Linked DNA regions of Hordeum vulgare: region 1 is linked to region 2. Evidence: chromatin contacts called from public Hi-C data. All regions are on one chromosome and are shown on one strand. Each heading gives the region's core, a stretch centred on a gene start, on an enhancer-like site or on the middle of the called end of the contact. The rest is flanking DNA. Distances are from core to core; before and after follow the strand shown. Region 1 holds the start of LOC123442938 (ubiquitin-conjugating enzyme E2 2-like). Region 2 holds the start of LOC123442935 (DEAD-box ATP-dependent RNA helicase 39).

Region 1 (7,656 bases), core at 2,408-4,907, 350 kb before region 2:
CAACCACGACGTGTACGTACTCCCCCAACTGCGGCAACATCCATCATGGTTATCTTTTTGTTCTATCAGTTCTTCATTTCCCCTTATTATCAATTTGAGAACAGATGATATAACCTATATTTCTTGATTATAATTGATATATGTCCAATAATCCATCGTGGGTATCATTAATAATTGATTATTAATAATTGATATATGTCAACAGAATAGATGCAAGAGAAACAAGGTGAATTTATGCATTTTAATCATCATTTATTGTTTCCAAAATCGTGATCATATTGATAAAATGTGATTCTATCGTTGACATCTGAACATAATAAATTATGTGAGGGATTGTTTGTTACAAACAATAATGCAGTCTTATTACTTCCATTATTGTGTGGACTTTCGTATCTTATGTATTGTTGTCTCACAAAATAATCGACTTTGCATACCCATATCAGAATTCCTGGCTCCGGCCCTGGGTGAAGCCATGGGGAACGTACGGAAGGTGATTCACTCCAAAGTTCACCATTGTTGCAGGAAGAGAATAATGTGGATGGACACAAGGAGAGGGAGTGGGGAGAAGGCATTTGCCCCCAGCGTATAAGCAGGAACACTACTCTGTGGCCCACCTCCCTTGCACATCCACAGACTCTGGCGATTGTGCTTCTCAATTACTCCCTCTGTATCTAAATATAAGTCTTTTAAGATATTTAACTAGATGTCTACATACGAAGTAAAATGAATGAATCTATACTCTAAAGTATGTCTATATACATCCGTATGTAGTCTATTAGTTGAACATCTAGAAAGACTTATATTTAGAAACGGAGGGAGTAGACAGGATCCGTTCACATGTCCGTATTATAACAGGCTTTGCATCTAACATCCGAGATGCAATTAGCCTGTGGGTGGCCGAATCCCAGGCATTTACTGCAAGATACAGGCAGCGGGGCGTGGATTGGCTGGTTGAAGTTGCCAACAAATGAAGATGCACTAATTAAATTGATCCCCCACATGCTCCAACAATTGGAGCAAGTGCGTTGAAAATATACGTATCACCGAAGAGCTACCAATATGTAATGAGTCGAGGCTTGAACAGATTGAAAAGTTGAATTTTCAAATATATGCTCTATAGTTAAGTGTAACAAACTGGCATTGCAAAACGTTGGTGTATAAAACTATAAATAATCAGAGCTGCTTATTTTGTACCTGGATGGATGTAAGTATAGCAGCTACATCATATATTGGGCTCCACTGATTCTGTAGGATATCTAAGCATATGCTTCCATCAGCATAAACTGCAGGCCATAAGAAAAAGGTCACGATGACAAGTAGAAGTGGAGAGTACATGATTTGTATCCTTGTTTTTGGCTTTCTATCAGCGGAGTAAAAAGAAAGCGAGAGTTTCATCAGTTCAAAATCATAAGCTACGCATGCACTCAAAGTGTGCTGTAAAGGCTGCAGCATGCTTGCTCAAGGTAATCAGCAAAGATGTGTTCACGGCATAAAATCAATATCAAGCCTTCACAGCACAACCGACAAGTGTACATCTATAAAGCAGGTAACAAAATACAAAGAACAGTAGTTAATTGTTGGAAGTCTCTGAAACAGAAGGAACAAGAGAACTAAGCGCAAACAAAATAAGTAGGCTCCATTTACAAAAAACATATGCATAGATTTAAAAATTAGATACACTTAGTAGTATGTTACAGATCAATATTTCAGTTAGAAATACAAATACGTTAAGAACAATCTTTCAATTAGAAATGCATGCCAGCTCAATTTAATCTAACTATTTCATGTGTACACACGTATTTAAAGATCACGTGAAACAACTTACTGTTAGGGTGAAACATCCGAGAAATAAACCGAACTGTTGGTGGCTTATTAGGATATTCTTCATTGAACTGGAGAGTCAGCTTAAACGTACCTGAAAATGGGATACAGCTCAGCACAAAATGGAAAGAAAGAAATCAAAATATGCAATCAGAACTAAAAATAACAGGGATACTATAAGCAACCTATGAGCCATACAAATCGTGCATGTGATGCTAGTTACTGCAATGAAGCTGGGCTAGACTCGGTTCTCAAATTTAGTATTTTCGATCTATTGACGAAGGTTCTAAATAGCTAGCTGAGCTGCAGATTTTTTGGATCCTAATCGTTCAGCGATATGCCAATGTTCCACTACGGTAGCGACAGCCGTATAGCTTCAAATAGCTCAGCTATTTGCCTTAGCTAGCCATAACTCTTCTATTCTATATAGGTACCTTTTACCAACACAACATGCTAACTTTGGAACTCAACTTCGTAACAAAGCCTACTTATATTATAAACTTAACTTGTGAGATACCTATCAAAGTACCTCTTTTTTCTCTGCTCAGCACTCTTATCACTATGACTATATGTCTAAGTAATTAAGTACTTGGTAATTATTCTGAAGAAAAACAGGTTCCGGTCATTTGTTTCGTTTTATATTCCACACTGCCTTATATGAATTATGTTGTATATCTATTATTTTCCTATTACAATAGACAAGGCACCATTCCAGCAGCCTCAGGACAGGAGTGCATGGACAGCAGTGGCATTGACAAAATACGACGTTAGGGTATCCATCGTGACGTTGTTTGGCACATAACCATCACGGTGCACCCCCATTTCGATGTCGGACCACACCCCTGCACCGCCACATCATTCCATATGTCGAACTCCCAATATTACGACATGAGATATCCAGGTTGGAATCACATTGCTAATCTTTGGTGGCCATGGCACCTAGCATGTAACAACCAAAACCAAGGGAGTCCAGCAAGGAAATTCTAGGATTCTAGGACATCATTGAAAAAGCTATTGCAACTACACTTATATCAACTAACCTCCGTCCCACGGGCTATCATCAGGGCTGCAAATCAACACGAGCAAATGCATGAGCACACCACAACCCAAAGACATTGAAGAGGAAAAGAAAGGAACGGCGCAACCATGTAATCCTAGCATCATTCATACCCAAAAATCACAGCATTCCACAGCATTATGTTGTTGTCCTGCGGCGCCCCGCTTATGCCCGCAGGAGGGTCCTGCATCAGCCGCTTGAAGTCCCTCATCAGCCTCTTCCTTGAAGGAGTCGACATCCTCAAAGTTATCTGCGAAAACCACACCGCCATGTGAGCACACCGCCACAAAACCCAGCAACCGACACATACCGGCGCAAACCTAAATTCTCGCGAACACCGGACATCAAATCTACGGACACGGAATTCGCTCGCGGCTCAAATCCTCCCTCCTCCGAGACAGCTGCTCGTGCCCCCGCCGTCCCGCGCACACGATTTTGACAAGAGAACAAGCGTATATCTAGGTCGAATCGGGAGCTCTAGCCTACGAATATCCCCAAAGCGAACCGAATCTGGGGAGCGAAGCGAGGAGGGCTCGAGCGATCTGGCAGGGGGGAGGGGATCGGTGGTCACCTGAGATGCGGCCGGCGGTGGTGGTGGAGATGTAGGCTCCCGCGTGCTCGTTGTCCTAGAGCATGGAGACGACGGGGTGGACGGCTTTAGGTCAGCCTGGGCGATGGAAGGGCAGGTCGGGGATGGAGAGGGGGCTATGTAGAGAGGAGGGCAAAAGGATTGGACAGGAGAGTCGAGGAAAGTCAGCGATGACAACACCGCCAGCCACTGGTCGATTCACGCACGCAAGACGCAAGTGATCCAAATATCCTGCCGAAAGGCACCTACTCAATTGTTTTCTCCCCTAATAATAAAGCGCGTAGCCATTCTGCCGTCCGTCGTGGCAATTTTACAGAAAACACTCTGTATTTTGTTGAAATCAACCCGCAGTCCTTCATTAAGTGGAAAAAAAACCTGTCCCGTTACCTCCGTCTTCCCCACCCCGCAGATCGAACCAGAGAGAGAAGAAGAGGGGAGCCACCGCCGCCCCCGCCGTCCCCGCCACAAGCCCCCGGCAAGCGCCGCCCCCGAGGAGGAGAGGCGAGAGAGGAGAGGGATTCGGCCGGAAGGTTCCGAGAGATGGCAGTCCCGGCGTTCTACAGGTGGCTGGCGGACCGGTACCCACAGACGGTGTCGGACGCGGAGGAGGAGGAGCCCATGGAGCTCGAGCCCGGGGCCTTCGTCCCCGTCGACCCCCACCACCCCAACCCCAACGGCCTCCAGGCCTCCGTCGTCACGCTGGCCGACCAGCTCTGCCGCCTCCACCTCGGGCAGATGCAGCCCATGCCCATGCCCATGGCGCGCCTCGCCTCCTCGGACGAGAAGCTCCGCCCCCTCCACGTCGGGCAGACGCAGGCGCAGGTCGTGCCGGCTCCCCCGGTGCTGCCCGCCTCCCCGGCCGAGAAGCACGCGGCGATGCCCAAGAGCATCTCCATCCGCTCCAAAGGCTACCTGAAGCATCGCGTGACGAAGCCGGTGAACGTCGGCTCGGTGAGATCATCGAAACCCAACCCCTCCATTCCCCCAACTCAATCCCGCGGCTCTGTGCCAGTCCAATCCATGACGCTCACGTGTTCGACCATTTGCTTGTGTCGACGCAATGACAGCAGCAGCGCGTGTTCGTGGGCGTGGACGGCGCGAAGGAGGAGGAGCACAAGGGCGGAAGCGATGGCGGGGAGAAGGGCGGTCAGGTCGCCACGGCTCCCGGCGGGTTGAAGTTCCAGGTGTTATATATGCCACATCAGAAAACAAGCAAAAAGCACAAAAATGGGAGACCTAAGTAACGCAAATTTTGATTTAGATGCACAGAGCAAACGACACTTGAGTCAACAGAGTTAGGACATACCGGCAAAAATGTGAATATTTGAGCTGCTTATCGGTGGGGTTGATCTGGGATTCTGGATCATCAGAGAGGTAAATTCATGTGTTGGAGGGTACTTTCGTACATGGTTTGTTATGTAAGTTATTCTGAATTGCTAGCTGACCTTCACGTTTCTCTAAAATTGTGCGCAACTGCCAGGGTATGATCCGTGCAGTGATTATCCTATCAATGGCTATCTCAATGATCCAGCAGTGCAGGACGCTTTCCACGCTAGGATGACAGAGTGGTCACCCTGCAAGTAATTAGATGAATGGACATTGATTTAGCATATACCGGTCAACGATTTTTCAATGATTTTCACCCACACGTCCGAAAGTTAACCGTGTGATTCATGCTTGCAGAAACTTCAAGTGGAAATATGCGCCAGTGACTATGCTGCCATCCATCAAGTTCTTGATCGAGAACAAGCTTCCCGTTTGGATATTCAGGTAGTAACAGATTAACATCAGTTATTATCAGACACCTAAAAAATATTTAGTTTTAGTAGTACGATAAAGTTTCCTGCATTTTACAGTGGTGATTTCGACTCTGTATGCCCTCTTCCGGCGACGAGGTACTCTATTCAAGACCTTGGCCTTCCTGTGACCACTCCATGGCGCCCATGGGTAGCAAAGGGGGAGGTAATTAAATCCCATCATCGAAAACATTATTCATCTACAATGTTCTGGTCACTCTGAAATTGACGGCTTCACTCACTGGTTAGGTGGCAGGATATGTTCAGCAGTACGCCGGAGGATTGACATTTCTATCAGTGAGAGGTGCCGGTCATCTTGTTCCGTCCTTCCAGCCTGAGAGAGCGCTGGTAATGTTGACCTCTTTCCTGAAAGGGATGCTTCCACCTTACATTACATAGAAGGTCGGTGAGTCATGCAGGAGTTGGCAATTGCTACTATGTGAAAATAGAGTTGCCACTTGCTATGAGTTAATTAATGTTTTCCTTTGGAAGGTTTATTTGCTTAATAATGATATAATATGTACCTGTATCCGGTAGATTTGAAGAAGGTCTCCTGCGCCGACTTTTTTAGAAGACCATCAGTCGTCGCTTAGACCTTCTTTGCCACAGGTATCTACCTTCACCAATCTTCCGCCTCAATCGCTTTAGGTTCTTGAGGGGGCAACACTCTTGTTGCCGGGTCAAAGCATTGTTGCTGTTGCAGCTTTCTTTATCTTACTTTGTCCCTGCCTTGATTATGTTGTTGTAAGGTGTGATCTAGGAGATGACCGAAGTGCTTGTAGTCGCATGCATTAGATGGAGTTGTGTTTGATTTACAGCTATTTACATAAAGATTTTGCTGATATTTTTCTGGGTTGAAGCAAACACATCCAGATAGTTTCAGTGTTTTTTCAGAAAAATTGAACTTAAGAAAATAGAAGTTGTGGTTCACACAAGTTATAACTTAATGTCTATGCAGCATCTCGCCGTCCCTGAAGGCCTGGACATGATTCCCAACTTCCTGAAACCGAGGTTATCCATAGGAGCCTTCCTCTGGGTGTTAGGCTCCACATCATCGTCGGCCGCTGCAGGTCGGTGTCAATGTCGAGGGCTCGAGGCAGGTCGGAATTTAGGAGTTAACTTGTGATTATAGCTTTATATTGCTTTGCCATCTTCTTTCCTTTGTGAAACTAGCTGCAGCAAGTAGAAATTTAAATTTATGTGAGCAAGTAATTAACACAATTTTTCTGTTGGCATATGCTCAAGCAATCACCTTTTCGATCTGTACTTTTTCATCTTCTTTTCTTTGTGAAACTAGCTGCATCAAGTACCAATTGAAATTGATGCGAGCAAGTGGTAACCATGAACAAGATATAGCAACCATGAACAAGATGTTCCAGATTCTGTAGTATGTGTTGTACAATACACTTCTTTTTTGCTGTAGAATCAGGTCCTCTTATTTTTTTTATGCTAATATGACATAGATATTTTGATTAGACTCTTGTTGGTCACATATATGCACAGTTCTCTGCCCATGACTTGCTGGAATCCGAAAATCCACCCTATAATGAGCTTTTCAATATTGTTAGATGATTTCAAAATTGGAGGTTTGACTTTAAATTGTGTTGTTATCACAGAAAATGAATGACATCGCTAAACTGATAATTGTAGACGATTTTGATAACCGACCTTCAAAAAAAGCAAAATATTCTGAATCAGGTGTTTTGGAGACATCACCTATGTCACCATCAATCTCAACATCATCTTCGTTTTTTGAATGTTTTGCATTGATTGTGCCGGAATGAGATAATCAGATAAATCATTATCCATTGCCATCACCTCATTCTCCAAACAGCATGACATTATCTCCAGATTTTGAGTTGATGAATGAAGCAAAAGTGTCAATAGATGATGATAATGAACCATATGAGCATAAACAGATCAAAGTTGATGAACCATAAGACTATCTCCCACAAGGTAATTCTTTAATTTATAACATGTACTTTAATACCTCGCATCTTCAATCTTTTTTCTATGTGTGTCAGTCTATTTATTATTTGTTCATGTGTATGGTTCACCTATATTTACATGTAGATTTATTCAATACATTTTGTTAAACTTTTTGACCTTTTTGCAGATTATGAATTGACAGACCATGATTTATGTGCTCATATAGCAATAGAAACATCTTCATGAAAAGAATTGTTGGTGACGACAAATGGAAGTTCTGTCTTAGAAAATCAATTGATGTGCCTCCTAGATGAAAAGGGGTGGGTAAATGATAATGTAAGTAACCTTACGCAAACCGAAAAAGGTTCTAATCTGTAATATCCATTACTAATGTATTTTTTAAATGTTTATAGATGATCATCAGTGCATATATATGTTGTTTAAAGGACCAAGTACATGTTTAG
Region 2 (7,617 bases), core at 2,243-4,742:
AGCTGTACGTGTGTTGAACGCGGAGGTGCCGTCCGTTCGGCACTAGATCGGAGCGGATCGTGGGATGGTTCGTGGGACGGTTCGCGGGGCGGATCGAGGGACGTGAGGACGTTCCACTACATCAACCGCGTTTATTAACGCTTCTGCTGTGCGATCTACAAGGGTACGTAGATCTGAAATCCCCCTCGTAGATGGACATCACCATGATAGGTCTTCGTGTGCGTAGGAAATTTTTTGTTTCCCATGCGACGTTCCCCAACATGGGGGAGGGGGGTAGGCGCGCCCTGATGCCTGGTGGGCCCCATGGGCCTCCCCTCGTGTGCTTCCTTGACTCTCTAGATGTCTTGTGGGCAGAAAAATCTCCAAAAAGTTTCGTGACATTTGGACTCCGTTTGTTATTGATTTTCTACAAAGTAAAAAAAGCAAAAAAAACAACAACTAGCACTGGGCACTATGTCAATAGGTTAGTCCCAAAAAATGATATAAAGTTGCTATAAAATGATTGTAAAACATCCAAGAATGATAATATAACAACATGGAACAATAAAAAAATATAGATATGTTCGAGACATATCAACGACCAGTCCTTAAGTCGGTTGGGGACCTACTTTTGCCGCAAGAAAGATAATTTTCCAATAAAAATCCCCTCAAAGTTTTAGCCCCACCAGAGTTACGGATATCCATATATTTAACAAACGGTTACGAGCGAGAAAACAAGAGTGAACATAGAAGAGAAACATAGAGATAGATCCCATAACGGAGGGGCTCCTGCCCTTCAGGAGCCATGTCAGCCATGGACCACACGGGAAACCCCCCCTCCCACCTAGGGAGGAGGCCAAGGAAGAAGGAGGAGCGGGGCTATCTCCCACTCTCTCCCGGTGGCGTTGGAGCGCTGCCGGGGCAACCATCATGACGACGATCTGCACCAACAACTTTGCTGTCATCACCCCCAACTCTCTCCCCTCTAGGCAGCGGTGTAAATCCTCTTCTCCTCGCTGTAATCTCTACTTAAACATGGTGCTTAATGCTATATATTATTACCCAATGATGTGTGGCTATCCTATGATGTTTGAGTATATTTCTATTGTCCTATTAGTTAATTATGGTATGATGTTATTGATATGAGTTGTATGTTGATATGGTGTTGTCTACCCTCCGTGACGCGCACACGTGAGGGAATCTCGTTGGAGGATTAGTGATATGTTCAGAATTCGCTTATAGTGGGTGGCTAGAGTGACAAAAGCTTACACCCGAGTAAGGGGATTGGCGTACGTGAGTAAAGAGAACTTGATATTTAATGTTATGGTTGGGTTTTACCTTCATGTTTTTTAGTAGTTGCAGATGTTTGCTAGAGTTACAATCATAAGTGCATATGATCCAAGTACGAAAAGTGTGTTAGTGTATGCCTCTCCCTCATTGCATATGATAAGTATCTATCATGTTATATTGAATTGCCTATGGACAATATTTCTCTTGCCTTACAAAAAGATTTATACTAAACAACTAACTAAATTAATATTTATTAAAACATTGCCTAACTTTTATTTCCATGTTCTTTATTACCTTGCAAACCTATCTATTACACCTACTAAGTACTTCTAGTTTTATTCCCACAAAGTAGTTTCATACTTGTTCTACGTAAAGTAAGCATTAGCGTGCATAGAGTTGTATTAGCAGTCGATAGAACTTGAGAGATTATTAATTTCACCTTTAGCTCTTTGTTGGGTTCAACACTCTTACTTATCAAAAAAAAAGCTACAAACAATCACCTACACTTGTGGGTTATCACTTGGGCCCCACAAGCTAACATGACACGTCGGGGGGGGGGGTGTTGGCTTGTGGCCAACAAATGGCCCCCTCTGGTATATTTTGTCCCAATAATTTTTATATATTTCATAAAAATTCTTCGTGAAGTTTCAGGTCATTTAGAGTCGAGTGAATTTTCAACCATTTCCTTGGTTTTCAAGTCGAGAATTCCAATTTCCAGTAAGTTCCCTCCTTATGATGTACCTTTCATATTTAGAGAGAAAAGACATAAGAATTATATCACAATGAGGAATAATGGACAAGAATAACATAAACGTCAATAAGAATTCATGATGCAAAATGGATGTATCAACTAACACATAGAACAACAAGCCACACACAACTTACTTGCTCTTGAAGTGCCACGCCATTTGGCCAGCGATCATGCACTTGTTTGTAAAAAGCCACAATACTTGTTGACGACCTCTTGAATGTTGTACCACCGATGTCTGAGTGACTTGAGAGTGCGATCGTGGATCACCTCCGTGTTGTACGAATTATAGTACTTTTGCTCATGAAACCAATCATGCACCATGTGCCAAGATGCCCCATCCTTTTGCTCCATGCCATGAAATAGATCAATACTAGTGGCCAACCACGTATCACACAACAATTCATTCTCCACAATGGAGAAATCATGTCCCCTCTTCTTTGGGTTGGCACCCAACGACCAATAGTCGTCCGGATCCATGTCCGACTACTAGGTGTCCATCTATCTGGTTGGGAGTCATCCACTTGTCCGTATTTATGGCCACCTCCATCGTGGATCATGTTCATCATCTCATCCTCATTTTGCTGTTGTCGCGCTTGGTTGAGACATTCTGAAGTGACCGGGCACCGACGGACGAGAGCTCCACAACCGACACCCGTGATTGGACAAGCATTAGTGACTCCATGAAGACATAGTCGGTGTTGAGGTCGACGGTGAACATCACTTAGTGGCTGGAGGTGAATGAGGCTGGGACGGGATGTTGTTGCGTGCTGGGAAGGAGCAAGCTGCTGGGCTGCGTAGTAGTAGGACGCCTTCAGCTGGGTGGACCAAGGTTGCGATTGCCCGGGTGACACTGACCTGACGTTGTGCTTTGGCTTACACACTCCATCCTGACCGTCCATTGCCGCATCTTCCGCCCTCTCCTTCGCCTTGATGCATCGACCATTGCATTCCGCACACCGGATCTTGCCGGTGTCCGCCCCCGGGTCTTGTAGGATGTCGAACAACATCATCGGCTCCTCCGACCACTCCATCGCAATGACGAATGGCAGAATGGGTCAAAACGGTGGAAACAACAGGGATCGGGAAAGAGCGGTGAGAAAGAACGGGCTTTTGTGTGAAAGCAATGATGAGATTGTACAAATTCGCAGGCTCTGCCTTTATTTTGAATGAATCCACATTATCTCAGTTCTACATGGCGGACGTCCAAACGTCGACATACCTCCCCTTCGTTTGGTGCCGGTTCGAGGAATTTAGTAAAGGTCAAAATGTTCAAACCGTTGGATCCAAACATGTATAAAAGGTTTATCGATCCACTTTGGAGTTGCCCTAGACTAGTGAAAAACGTTGAGGCAGGGGCGGACGGGCACCCTTCGTTCATCAGCAGCAACCCGCTGAGGCTCAAGCCGCCGGCCCACCGCAGACTGCTTCACCTCGCATTGCCCTGCTCTTCTCTTCTTATCCGCCGCGACCATCTTCTCTTCCCCTCACCCTTCCACTCCTCTCGCAAAACCCCTCCCAATCTAAACCCTCGCCACCGCAATGGCGATGGCCGCCGCCGGGCGGTGCCTCCTCCTCTCCCGCCCCTCCCCTCTCCGCCTCCGCATCCTCCGCGCCGCCCTCTCCACCGCCGTCCCCCCTTCCTCCCCCGCCCTCGCCGCCCCCGCGCCCCCTCCCCGCCACGAGCTCCTCCTCGAGCGCCTCCGCCTCCGCCACCTCAAGGACTCGTCGTCCCCCGGGCCCCCGAAGCCGCTGAGGGAGAGGGCCAGAGGCGGGGAGAGGGGCTCGCAGCAGCAGCAGCAGCAGAGGAGCGTTGAGGTGGAGAGCTTCGAGGAGCTCGGGCTCGAGGAGGAGGTGCTGGCCGCGATGCGGGAGGCGGGCATCACGAAGCCCACCGAGATCCAGTGCGTCGGCGTGCCCGCCGTGCTCTCCGGCACCAGTGTCGTGCTTGGATCGCACACCGGCTCCGGGAAGACGCTCGCCTACTTGCTCCCTCTCGTTCAGGTACTTGGACTGACTCAGCTTTTTCACATTTGCGAGGCATGTGCCTGCAGGTATATTTGCACCGATGTCTACTAATTACTAGGACAAAAAAACCGCGTTGTAAGGGACAAAGTTGCAGCATATGTCTAGTGAATCTGGTGCATTTGATTTTGCCATTTCCATGAAAAGAGCAAAACAACTCATAGAGCGTGTCATGGTCTCATGATCAAGTAAGAGAACTATGCTTAACTCATATGAGAGAGGCTCATTTCAAGCCAGTGGCAGAGCATCATCCAAATTACAGAGAGGGCCAATTTAACTTTCATGCTTACTGCTTAGCATTAGGCACCGTTACAAGATTGGGACAGTTTAGTACTCCCTCCGTTCCTAAATATAAGTCTTTTAAGCGATTTCACTAAGGGTCTACATACGGAGTAAAATGATTGAATGTACACTCTAGAGTATGTCTACATACATCCGTATGTACTCTATTAGTGAAACCTCTAAAAAGACTTATATTTAGGAACGGAGGGAGTATTTGATTAGGGTGCCAGTGGTGCTAATTAGCCGAGAGGTCTCAAAAGAAATGGAAGGTGTTGTTTAAGAATAGTAGCTGGGTGAGACAGATGGTTTGAGCTAAAACCTGTAATAATTCCAATCAAGTTTAGGTAAATTAATGATTTAGAGAAAAACTGGATAGTCATATATAGGAGATTGCTGGTGGTTCAGGGATATTTAAAACCCTGTGGGTCTCTCTTCATCTTGCGGGAGTTGTGAAATGAGACTCTGTCTAGCTTAGTCTTGCATATACCCCCACCTCCTTTCGCAGTCAGGCTCATGCCCTGGATCTATTTTTCGTAAAAATAAAATAAAGGAATGGTAGAGTCCAATCAGGCGAAATGAGTGTTTTCTCTCATCATATTTAAATTTCAGTATATCTTCAACTGATCATGGCCTGTGAATTAAGGCATTCTTTCTAAGTTCTAACCAGAAGGTTCAGTAACCATGGTAGGTCTTTGATTTATGTAGCTACTGCGTCATGATGAAGCGACGCTGGGTATGTCAATGAAGCCAAGGCGGCCAAGAGCTGTAGTTTTATGCCCAACAAGGGAGCTGACCGAGCAGGTCAGCAGCACTTTCAAAGTATTTATTATTTTGAACTATGATTTGATATCTGTGTGATTGACTGTCGTTTATGTGATATTCTCAAATGACAGGTCTTCCGTGTTGCAAAGTCCATAAGTCATCATGCACGTTTTCGGTCAACGATGGTTAGTGGAGGCACCCGTCTAAAACCCCAGGAAGATTCTTTGAACATGCCTGTTGACATGGTTGTTGGGACACCTGGAAGGATCCTAGATCATATAAAGGAGGGCAATATCGTTTACGGCGACATCAAATATCTGGTGTGTTCCTGAGTTATGGGCGAAGAATTACTATCCTGCATTTTTTTTGCTGATGCCAAAGTTTATCACTTGGAATGAGTTCATTTATCTGCATTGAAGGTTCTGGATGAGGCAGATACAATGTTTGACCAAGGGTTTGGAGAAGACATACGGAAGTTTCTTGCTCCTTTGAAGAATCGTTCTTCAAAGCCTGGCGATCAAGGGTTCCAAACCATATTGGTGTCTGCTACCATGACCAAGGTATTATTCTAGTCAGGCATCCAGCAAATCCTATCCATCTTAATAAATAAATGATATGCTGCTGCCTTACCTTCAAAGATCTTGCATGTAGTATTTTAAAACAAACTTCTCCTATTTTTCTTAAGAACCATCTTCTCAGCTATTCCAGATTATATATACAGATGCTCAACGCCTTAATATTTTCCTATGCATGATTTGTGAACCTTTAATATCCTTTATTGACCACCCTTCTACTTCAGGGAGTACAAAAGCTGATCGATGAGGAGTTTGAAGGTATTGAGCACTTACGGACATCAACCTTTCAAAAGAGAATTGCAACTGCACGACATGACTTCATCAAACTTTCTGGTTCAGAAAACAAACTCGAGGCTCTCCTGCAGGTTATTGAACTCTGTTTCTCCTCCCGTCCTCTTTGTACGTGCATAAGTGCACACACGTGTCTTGGTGCAAGCTGGAGTAATGTCCATTAAATTCTCCATTTTCTTATCTATCTTGTTCTTCGTACAGTTTAATGGGGTTAACAATTGGCTACTCGATATCATAAATGTCATTTAATCAAGTATAGTACATATGATACTGTATCTGGAGAGTTTGATTGCTTAGGTGATCAAACTTCTGTTAAAACAACACCTTGGCTTCTTGGACCTGTGGCCTGCACTTGCCAGTCAGGATAGAATCATTTTGTGCTTTGGGTACCAGAGGGGCCCACAAGGGAGCCTCACTCTACCACCTGGCCCAAGGGACTAAGTCAATCAGAGTCGGTTAGTCCTGCCAAGCCAATATCCTAGGCCAATCAGGATTAACCCTTTTTATTTAAACAAGCCTTACTCTGTTAAAAATCCTAGATATGAGTTATATTAATGAGCTGTACTCAGTTATGAGTCCTAGAGATGAGTTGAACTTGGCACTATGGAAACCCATAGGGGGTAGTCTGTTCAGGTTGCAAGGTGGACGGGATATCCCACTTTGCTGCTGTGCCGCCCGGCGAAAAAGCCCGCAAAACTGCCGCCGGGCTGACTGCGTTTTCAACAGCAGGTTCAAGCGGACACGCCGCATAACCGCGTCAGTGCGTCACCCCGCCTCTCTCAGAAAAAGAACTACTCTCTCCGGATGGGCCGCCCTTTCCTCCGACCTCACGCCGCCCTGGACGAGAACATGTAAACCCCAACGGCGAGCACCTCGTGGGCTGGGCCTAGTAGGTGCGCATGAGCGGGAACTGGGCGGCCTCTTCTCCGGCTTCGACTGCACCATGGTCTTCGTGCGCCAGGAAGAGGACTCCTGGAACTCCATTGCCACCGCCGGCCGCTCGACGCTCATGGGCAACTGTCTCCTAGTCCTCGCGCTCATTGAGGGCGCCGGCCTCATGCTTAACCGCGACCTCGTCCCGCCTTAGAACCTCCGGCCACTCCCAACCGACAACCCCAACTTGGTGGCTTCCTAGGGATGCCCCAGCCAGCCGTGTTCCCTGGGGAGGATGCGAGCTCAGCTGGTTCGGGGGTTTCTTCTGCAGGAAGGAGGAGAAGAAGAAGCCCAATGGCAGTGGCGCAAGTAGGAGATATTACAGAGCTTTGAGACGCCCAGCCCTCTGATGGCATCATTCCGACTACAAGTGAAGCTAGTTCTTCTGAATGGAAAGAATTGGTCTTGCTACAAAGTTGTACATACTTGCTTCTACAGTTGTGAATGTGAACGTTGCTGTTCCGAGAACGATTCATTGCTGGCGGGTCTTCGGCGGGCTCCTGCGGGCTGCCGCGTTGTCCCCGGAAAATGAAGCGGTGCGAGGCGGGCAGCCGCGGTGGCCGCTAAAAAAGCTGGCTCCCGCTTTGGTGTTTGGCGGGCAGCCGCATCCCGCCCCACCTGCAACCTGATAGTCTGTCGAAGCAAGCAAGTAACTAACAGGATTGTTCTCTCATTTTGCCGTGCCCTCTCTTGTTTAATCTCATCCTGACGAGCTAATCCTGCCTTATAAAC

What was found. A called contact is a pair of places that touch in the nucleus more often than the background predicts.
Region 1: a contact with region 2 is called in a Hi-C map of leaf, with 4 times the contacts expected there. The contact joins the promoter of LOC123442938 here to the promoter of LOC123442935 in region 2. A contact is called at or near these places in 2 of 6 Hi-C or Micro-C datasets (both in leaf) and 1 of 1 datasets of contacts at active chromatin or transcription factors (embryo).

What each region holds. Positions count from the first base shown.
Region 1 is chr3H:53,251,466-53,259,121 of MorexV3_pseudomolecules_assembly, reverse strand. It overlaps LOC123442938 (ubiquitin-conjugating enzyme E2 2-like), which reads right to left and starts at 3,657. Exons shown (of 6, transcript XM_045119127.1): 1 at 3,450-3,657; 2 at 2,992-3,128; 3 at 2,862-2,887; 4 at 1,826-1,915; 5 at 1,195-1,283. The coding sequence starts at 3,116. LOC123441472 (zinc finger CCCH domain-containing protein 39-like) reads left to right here and starts at 4,008. Exons shown (of 3, transcript XM_045117896.1): 1 at 4,008-4,418; 2 at 4,535-4,651; 3 at 4,948-5,028. The coding sequence starts at 4,008. The coding sequence ends at 5,028.
Region 2 is chr3H:52,902,200-52,909,816 of MorexV3_pseudomolecules_assembly, reverse strand. It overlaps LOC123442935 (DEAD-box ATP-dependent RNA helicase 39), which reads left to right and starts at 3,492. Exons shown (of 9, transcript XM_045119125.1): 1 at 3,492-4,021; 2 at 5,030-5,125; 3 at 5,218-5,406; 4 at 5,506-5,646; 5 at 5,886-6,026. The coding sequence starts at 3,560. LOC123442936 reads left to right here and starts at 6,042. Exons shown (of 1, transcript XM_045119126.1): 1 at 6,042-7,617. The coding sequence starts at 6,494. The coding sequence ends at 7,039.